Regions from separate parts of the Bombyx mori genome. Here region 1 is linked to region 2. Evidence: chromatin contacts called from public Hi-C data. All regions are on one chromosome and are shown on one strand. The core of a region is the stretch at or near the end of the contact, and the rest is flanking DNA. Distances in the headings are between cores, read along the strand shown.

The links. Hi-C and Micro-C count contacts between places; a contact is called where the count stands out from the background.
Region 1: a Hi-C map of whole pupa shows a contact between it and region 2, with 1.9 times the contacts expected there. The contact joins the enhancer-like site here to the promoter of LOC693090 in region 2. A contact is called at or near these places in 2 of 7 Hi-C or Micro-C datasets (both in whole pupa).

Annotation. Positions count from the first base shown.
Region 1 is chr19:1,979,931-1,983,463 of ASM3026992v2, forward strand. It overlaps LOC101740542 (E3 ubiquitin-protein ligase Nedd-4), which reads left to right. Exons shown (of 19, transcript XM_062673870.1): 9 at 2,518-2,596; 10 at 3,097-3,195. The region is part of intron 1 of LOC134200636 (a long non-coding RNA gene); the gene reads left to right. Among protein-coding and RNA genes, the nearest start is that of LOC101740410, 18 kb to the right of the region's middle. Within about 2 kb of position 1,386, at least 4 of the 8 cell types and tissues checked have open chromatin away from gene starts, as enhancers often do.
Region 2 is chr19:1,928,927-1,932,261 of ASM3026992v2, forward strand. It overlaps LOC693090 (acyl-CoA-binding domain-containing protein 6-like), which reads left to right and starts at 1,848. Exons shown (of 2, transcript NM_001046843.1): 1 at 1,848-1,943; 2 at 2,399-3,335. The coding sequence starts at 2,847. It overlaps LOC101738122 (CCR4-NOT transcription complex subunit 11), which reads right to left. Exons shown (of 11, transcript XR_009975632.1): 11 at 1,855-3,335. It overlaps LOC134200636 (a long non-coding RNA gene), which reads left to right and starts at 88. Exons shown (of 2, transcript XR_009975636.1): 1 at 88-850. LOC134200638 (a long non-coding RNA gene) reads right to left here and starts at 579. Exons shown (of 2, transcript XR_009975638.1): 1 at 524-579; 2 at 1-91.

The DNA.
Region 1 (3,533 bases), core at 136-2,635, 51 kb after region 2:
TTAAGATAAAATGTTGCACTATGTTCTGACAGAGGTGGCACGCTTAGATCAAGTTAATCTGCCGTGCGTCAATTGTGTTCGAAGGTGGTTAACGCGAAACCACGAATTAATTCATTGTCCCAAAGACTAATTTTTTTATTATTAGTATATAATAATATCGCACTTAAAGGATTGAAGTGGCTAAAGTTAACATTTTAAGAAAATGAGTCTTATACTTTGAACGACTTATAAACATTGTATTCTATCAGTTTATAAAACAAAATTTAAATTTTTGCTCGAAAAAGACAAAGTACACTTTCCATCACTTTTAAATGAAGCGCATACTTTAAACTTTAAGGTGTACGCTTTAAGGCTTAAAGTATTAAAATCAAAATTGAAAAATTACAATTCTTATTTTTGGCGTTTACAAAAAAAAAAAAAACAAGTATTTTAGATTAAGCCACTTCAATTCTAAAGGTATACAAATATATATTGATTGATTATTTTATAAATATCTCTTCACGGAAATGACTGCACGTTTCGATAATCATAGAGGCATCATTCATTAGGCGTTCTTCATTTAACAAACTAACAGATTTGGATCACAACGGATCGGTAACACATTGTGTGGTGCTGCCGGCATCGGCGTAGACAATTCCGCGCACGTAGCCATCGACGGGCAAACACAAACTTATCCGAGCAGTTGAGTGGTGAAATTCGATGCGCCGATATACCGGTGGCGTTTGAGAACTGCCAAAGCTTCACGACTGGTTTTCTTTTAATAAAATAAAGACTTAACCTAAATTCATGCGGCTTATAACCGAATAACGCTTGCTTCGTTGGCCGTAATAAAGTAAACTCTCAATTGCCTGCGTAAGTTTGGACGTTCGTAACTAATGTAATCTCTGACAGGGGGATGTAAACAGTACGAACTCGGAAGTGACGTCAGCCGAAGAAACCCCGTTCGCCACGCCCGATAGGTCGCCGGAATTGAGGAGAAACGAAAACGAACCAGAGCCAAGGATAGCGACTAACATTAGTGTAACCGACTGTGATAATATTGATAGTAGTTTAAGCAATAATGATACAAGAGAAGACGACGACGTTGTCTGCGCTAATGAGATTAGCAGGGACGAAGCTGTCAATGAGACGGTCAATACGGAAGCCGATGAGACAGAAAGAGACGGAAACAACACAAACGCTCAAGACGACGCAGACGATAACGATCAGGCTAGTCAAGACACCGTCGACAATGGAAACGTTCTACAGCAAACCGAGAACAATGGAAACGATCTTAACGATGAAACAACGAACGAAGCGCGCAGCGAACAACCAGTTATAGAAGACACGTTGACGTTCGACGAGAACCACTTTAGTACGCCGACAGGCGGGGTCTCTCCGGAGAGGTCGCCGCGGACACGACGCCGGAGGACCACGACCAGCTCGATGGAGGACTCGGAGGTAAGGAAACGGATGGACGGGGCAGCGGGGTGTGACGAGCCCATCAAACGGCTAATAGTTACTAAAGCAATAAAATTGATTTTAGAACAAAATTATAAATGATTATGAAAGTATCCTCCCCGTCACATTCCGCCCTCCTCCACTACCATCCCGCGTGTAATGTTGTCGATGAGGAGTGATACGACGCTGCCGCGGTATCTATACGTGCTTAGGTCGCCAAATCGACTGGACACAGGCACTTATACTTATAGTTGTGACGTCATTACACTAACACTCCCGACTTGTGGCTGTATTCAATTGAATATCGAATTCGTTTACATCATTACGATTTGAATACGGTTCCGAAAAGCTCTGTCTTTTTCGTTCTAGTCGTTCTCCTATTAGAATGAAAGAGACGACAATATTTCCGTATTAACAAATTCACGTAATGGCTTACATTTATTTCATTATTAAAAAATCATGCGTTTCGCTTGTGCTTTCCGCTTTTTTCTAATCGTAGCTTGCTTTTTAATATGTAGTTAGTTGGTGTTGTGGTAAATGTTACCAAAATAATAGGTTAAAAAAATTATCGAATCGATTTGTAAACAAAAAAATCGATTAGATTGATTATCGATAATCGTGTATTATGATGTAGTTGAAACTTTACCTATATAACTGTACTAAGTATCTTACGATAAATTAATTTAAAAATATGCTTTCGTTAAGGGGTTAAATATTTTATAGGAGAAGCTAAATAATGTTCATATTATAAATATACATATGTACACCACATTCCATGCATATGAGATTACACACTGCGCAAAATGTATGAGGGATGTAGTGCCAAATATAATCTAGGGTTGTCTGATCAGCGCTGCATGTTTTTTAGTGCACACATTTACGACACTGTTAAATTTGTCGCCCTGGAGCTTCCTGATTCGATCTTATTAATTCAAATGACAATTATATAAACTTAAAAAAAAATACATTAAAAAAAAGATTTGGGTATTATTCTCTCACGATTTGGCACTGCATATTAAGCTTCGGGTAGCCCTATGGTTATTTTTTCTAATTGACCTAAAATGTTTTGTTAAATAGGACGAGACCGATGGCTCCACCGAAAGCACGAGGAGTAGCGCCAGCAGCAGCCAGAGTCAGAACTTGCCCAGCAGTGAAGGTAACACTTGAACTGATCAGGAGATTTTATATTAAGATACCACAAAACCCGGAGAAGTGCAGAAGGAAATTGAAAAACTAATCTGTGTACTTCGTATTTATGTGTCCACGTTCGGTCGCGCTAGGGCTGTCAACTTCGACTTATGCAAAAATGTGTAATGTGAAAAATAAGAACTATGGTGGTGACCCTAGTATCTAAATGTTTGATTGATTGACAATGAAACAGGAAGGCGAGAAAAAAAGAATCTGAATCTAATGAAGCTTAATATTATTTAAACTATTACAAAAAAATTTAAACTGTCGAAAATAACCTTATCTTACTTACAAATAGAAACTAATTTAGTGAAATTTTCGTAACTTGTCATTAGACGTTTAATTGTCAGCTCGCATTTTTAGGTACCATAATCTTGCCTATTTTTGCCGCGAAGTAGAGAAAAATGAGTTGATACACACAACGAGGACAAAAATTTAATGTCCAATTACTTTCTTTCCATTTGAAAGGCTTACCTCCTGGTTGGAGTATGCAGAGAGCGCCCAACGGCAGGATATTCTTCATTGACCACAACAAGAAGACCACCACGTGGATAGATCCCAGAACCGGTACGATTATATAAATACATGGAGATAGACTTTAAAATAATTTCTTTTTTTGCAATCTCTACACTATACAGGGTGTGTTTTTATGTGTGGATGCGGAGAGACTCGGCTAACTACGAAATAATAACGCATCCTGTGATTGATAACGTTGCTAATAATTTCCGGGAAAATTTTTAAGGACCTTAATTTTGTTTTAAAAAGCATTTTATGAATTTTTGTTTATTTGTAGGTGGTATAGTCGATAATTGTAAATAGACATGCTTTAACAAAAACTGACTTCAAATAGAAAAAAAAAACAGATATTCCAAAACAAATTAATATACACTAAAAACAATAATCAT
Region 2 (3,335 bases), core at 598-3,097:
ATTAATGTTACATTTAAAATCTGAGGCCTGTTTTTATTTGTGTGTGCGTTTTGAATGTTAACAAAATCATGATTCGACGCGTGAATAGATTCTGAAATAACATAAGTTTTGATTCGTTTGAGTTCTTTTAACTTTTAATTTTTTTTATTGCTATAAAGAACATACGACCGGGCAGATATTACAAGGTAAATGTCGCGAAAAAAAAGTAATTATATATATACTTTTCTTTTACCTATAATACTTACATAAACTAACTGATAAACACATTAACCTTCTTTACATCACGCAATTAAGTGATAGTATAGGCTAAAAAATCTATTATAAGATATCAGTGACAACCCTAACAAGCCATCCCTATTTTGTCTTTTGGCGTTCCAATTTTGTGTTTTCTCGTCCCTAATTTTTCCAGTCTCGTTCCCAATTACCCTACATACGTCCCAATTTTCCCCAAAAAGAAAGGAAAAAATATACATTTTTTATTTTGTCGAAATATTGTATTTAAAATAAGAATATTACAACTTACCGTTTGTTGTGGTATTTCCAGGTGTATTAAAAACTTATATAAACTGTGATCTTATTAAAAAAACAACGATAACATTACTTTTTTTAAAAGTTCTGTAAGCTGTTTTAAAACGCACTTTTCAACCACTATTTTCAATTTAATTTGACGAATTTTTGGGACCAACTTAACTCATATTTAGTACTTCCATAGTTAGCTTGGTTTTTCTTCTATACATTGATAAATATTAACATAAACAAAATTAGGTAGACTCCGTGCTACAGGTACTTTGAGAATCTTCCGCAGGTTTGTCCCAATTTACCCCAGGATCCCAATTTACCCCATGTCATGGTAATTAAACTTGTTTCTTTTTAAAATCATTCATGGAGGGTAGAGGTAAGGAGAACCGTCTCTGTTGTGAAAAGTGTCCGATAAAATCTGCTAAATAATGGTGGCGCTACAGTAGCAACCGGGCAAATTTTAAAAAAGGCGATGAAAGTTATTAGAATAAGATAGAGAAATAAAAAAAGTCGAAAGAACTGTAAGCACTACTAAATCACAAAAGGTATTTTATTTAAAGCTGATAAGAAAATGCAATCGATGTCTCTACGTTTTACCACAGCAATAATTTTAGGTTATATTGACGAAATTAGTTTGGACTACGTAAACATGTGAGGTCTTGTATATTACAATATATTACAATATATTACAAATATTACAATTACTAAGTCACGGTCCATCAGTTAATGGACCGTGACTTAGTCAGTTAATCAGTTAACAACTGCTCAATTCATAACATACCCTGTGCCTATGCTAGCGCCATTCTGGAGGATTTTTGAACTGTTATGTAGTGCTGAAAGTGGGACACTTTTTCAAGCTTCTCCCATATGAGACGGTTCTCTCTACCTCTACCCTTCATAATAATAATTGTTAAAAATGATAAGGTTCCTAATGTGTTACCTTCAAAAAATTACAGTACAACTACTTTTACGACGTACTTTGTAAACTTAACGTTACCTAGTAGCTCTAGAAGTGCACAAATGTGGGATAGTGAAACAAAACCACTGGACGTAGCTTTTCAGAATCTTCCAAAAAGTCCACCGAAAAGTTTCAATAAAAAACCCACCACTTTACTGAGTCTATGTCATATTAACTCCATGGCTATCTCATGTCGTCTCATTTCTTTTAATTTTATCCCAATTGTTTAATGTTTCAAATTAATCAACGCTATGTGGTGTGATATCTTCGCCTTTCTAGTTGGAAAATTGGAACTACTACTGTCAAATCTGTCAGGTGCCAACTAATAGTGTCAACCTAGTTTAATCCTTCCAATAGCCTTCAAGCAATATTTTAGCTTATGCAATGAGCGATGGTAGGCCTGTAAGTGGTCAGCTAAAGAAGTTTGTTTTCCGCGCAAGATCCTCTACAAACGGCGACACTCGAGGTGAATATTTGGAGATTGTTATCCCGGAGCTATTGTCAGCCGGTTATTCGTTTTACACGTGGCCATCTGCGCCTCTGCTAGCTTGGTACTTGTGGACGCAAAGGCGACATATTCGCGGTCTGAGAGTGTTGGAGTTAGGTTGCGGAACAGGACTGCCGGGAATACTCGCCGCGAAGTGCGGAGCGCTCGTAACCCTCACCGACAGTCTAACATTACCGAGATCGCTTCGTCACCTTTCTGCTTGTTGTGAAGCTAACGGCTTGGTACCCAATCGTGACTTGCAGATAGTAGGTCTCACATGGGGCTTGTTTTTGGGTGATCTACATAACTTACGTCCGGTAGATCTGATTCTTGCGTCCGATTGCTTTTACGAGCCATCACAATTCGAAGAAGTACTATCAACTGTAGCGTATCTGCTTGAAGGCACTGACGCGCGTTTTTTGTGTTCTTACCAGGAACGCAGCACAGACTGGTCTATTGAAGCTCTACTGAAGAAGTGGGGACTCAAAGGTGCACTTCTGGACCTGGACTCACTCAGTGAAAGCTCTGGTGTTGACTACAGGGCTTTGATCGGCGAACGCTCCTTACACCTGTTGGAAATAGTATCATTATAGGTTATGGCCAGTACGGCAAGAGCAGCCCGCCTGTATGTAGGCAACCTTGCCTGGACAGTTGGCCATCGACAACTACGAGAATATTTCTCACAATTTGGTCCAGTGCAGAGTGCAAGAGTAGTATTCGATCGATCAACGGGCCTCAGCAAGGGCTACGGTTTCATTGAATTTACTAGTCCCTCAGCTGCAGCTGATGCAACTAATAAGCAGATTCACACACTTGAAGGTTTCAACTTAAGTGTTCAATTGCAAAATAATTAGATATTCTGAATTTTAGTTAGTTTTTAAAATGGCTGAGGCTCTTCCAGACTATCCAGACTCAGATTTTTCAGATGAAGATCAGTCTCCATTGGACAGCTTGTTCAATAAGGCAGCTGACCATCTTAGAAAGGTTACAAATAAATTAACCAATGGTCAACTTTTGGAGTTGTACGGGTTGTTCAAGCAAGGTACTGAAGGTCAATGCAACACTCCAAAGCCTGGGTGGTTAGATGGTAAAGGACGTAGGAAATGGGAGGCCTGGAAGAATCTTAAAGATATGCCCAGTGAAGAGGCTAAGGAGAAATATATTGCTTTGTTGAAAAAATATGATCCTGACTGGTCAGGTACACCTCAAAAGACAAATATTGATACCAAGGAAACATGGGTAGCTGTCTCATCAATGAGATATTCGCCTGAACCAGACCTCGTGCACAATGAGCTTTCTTTGCTTGATGCAGCCAGAGAAGACTGCGGAGAGCGAGTGAAGGAACTTCTGATCAAGAAGCCGGAATTGAAA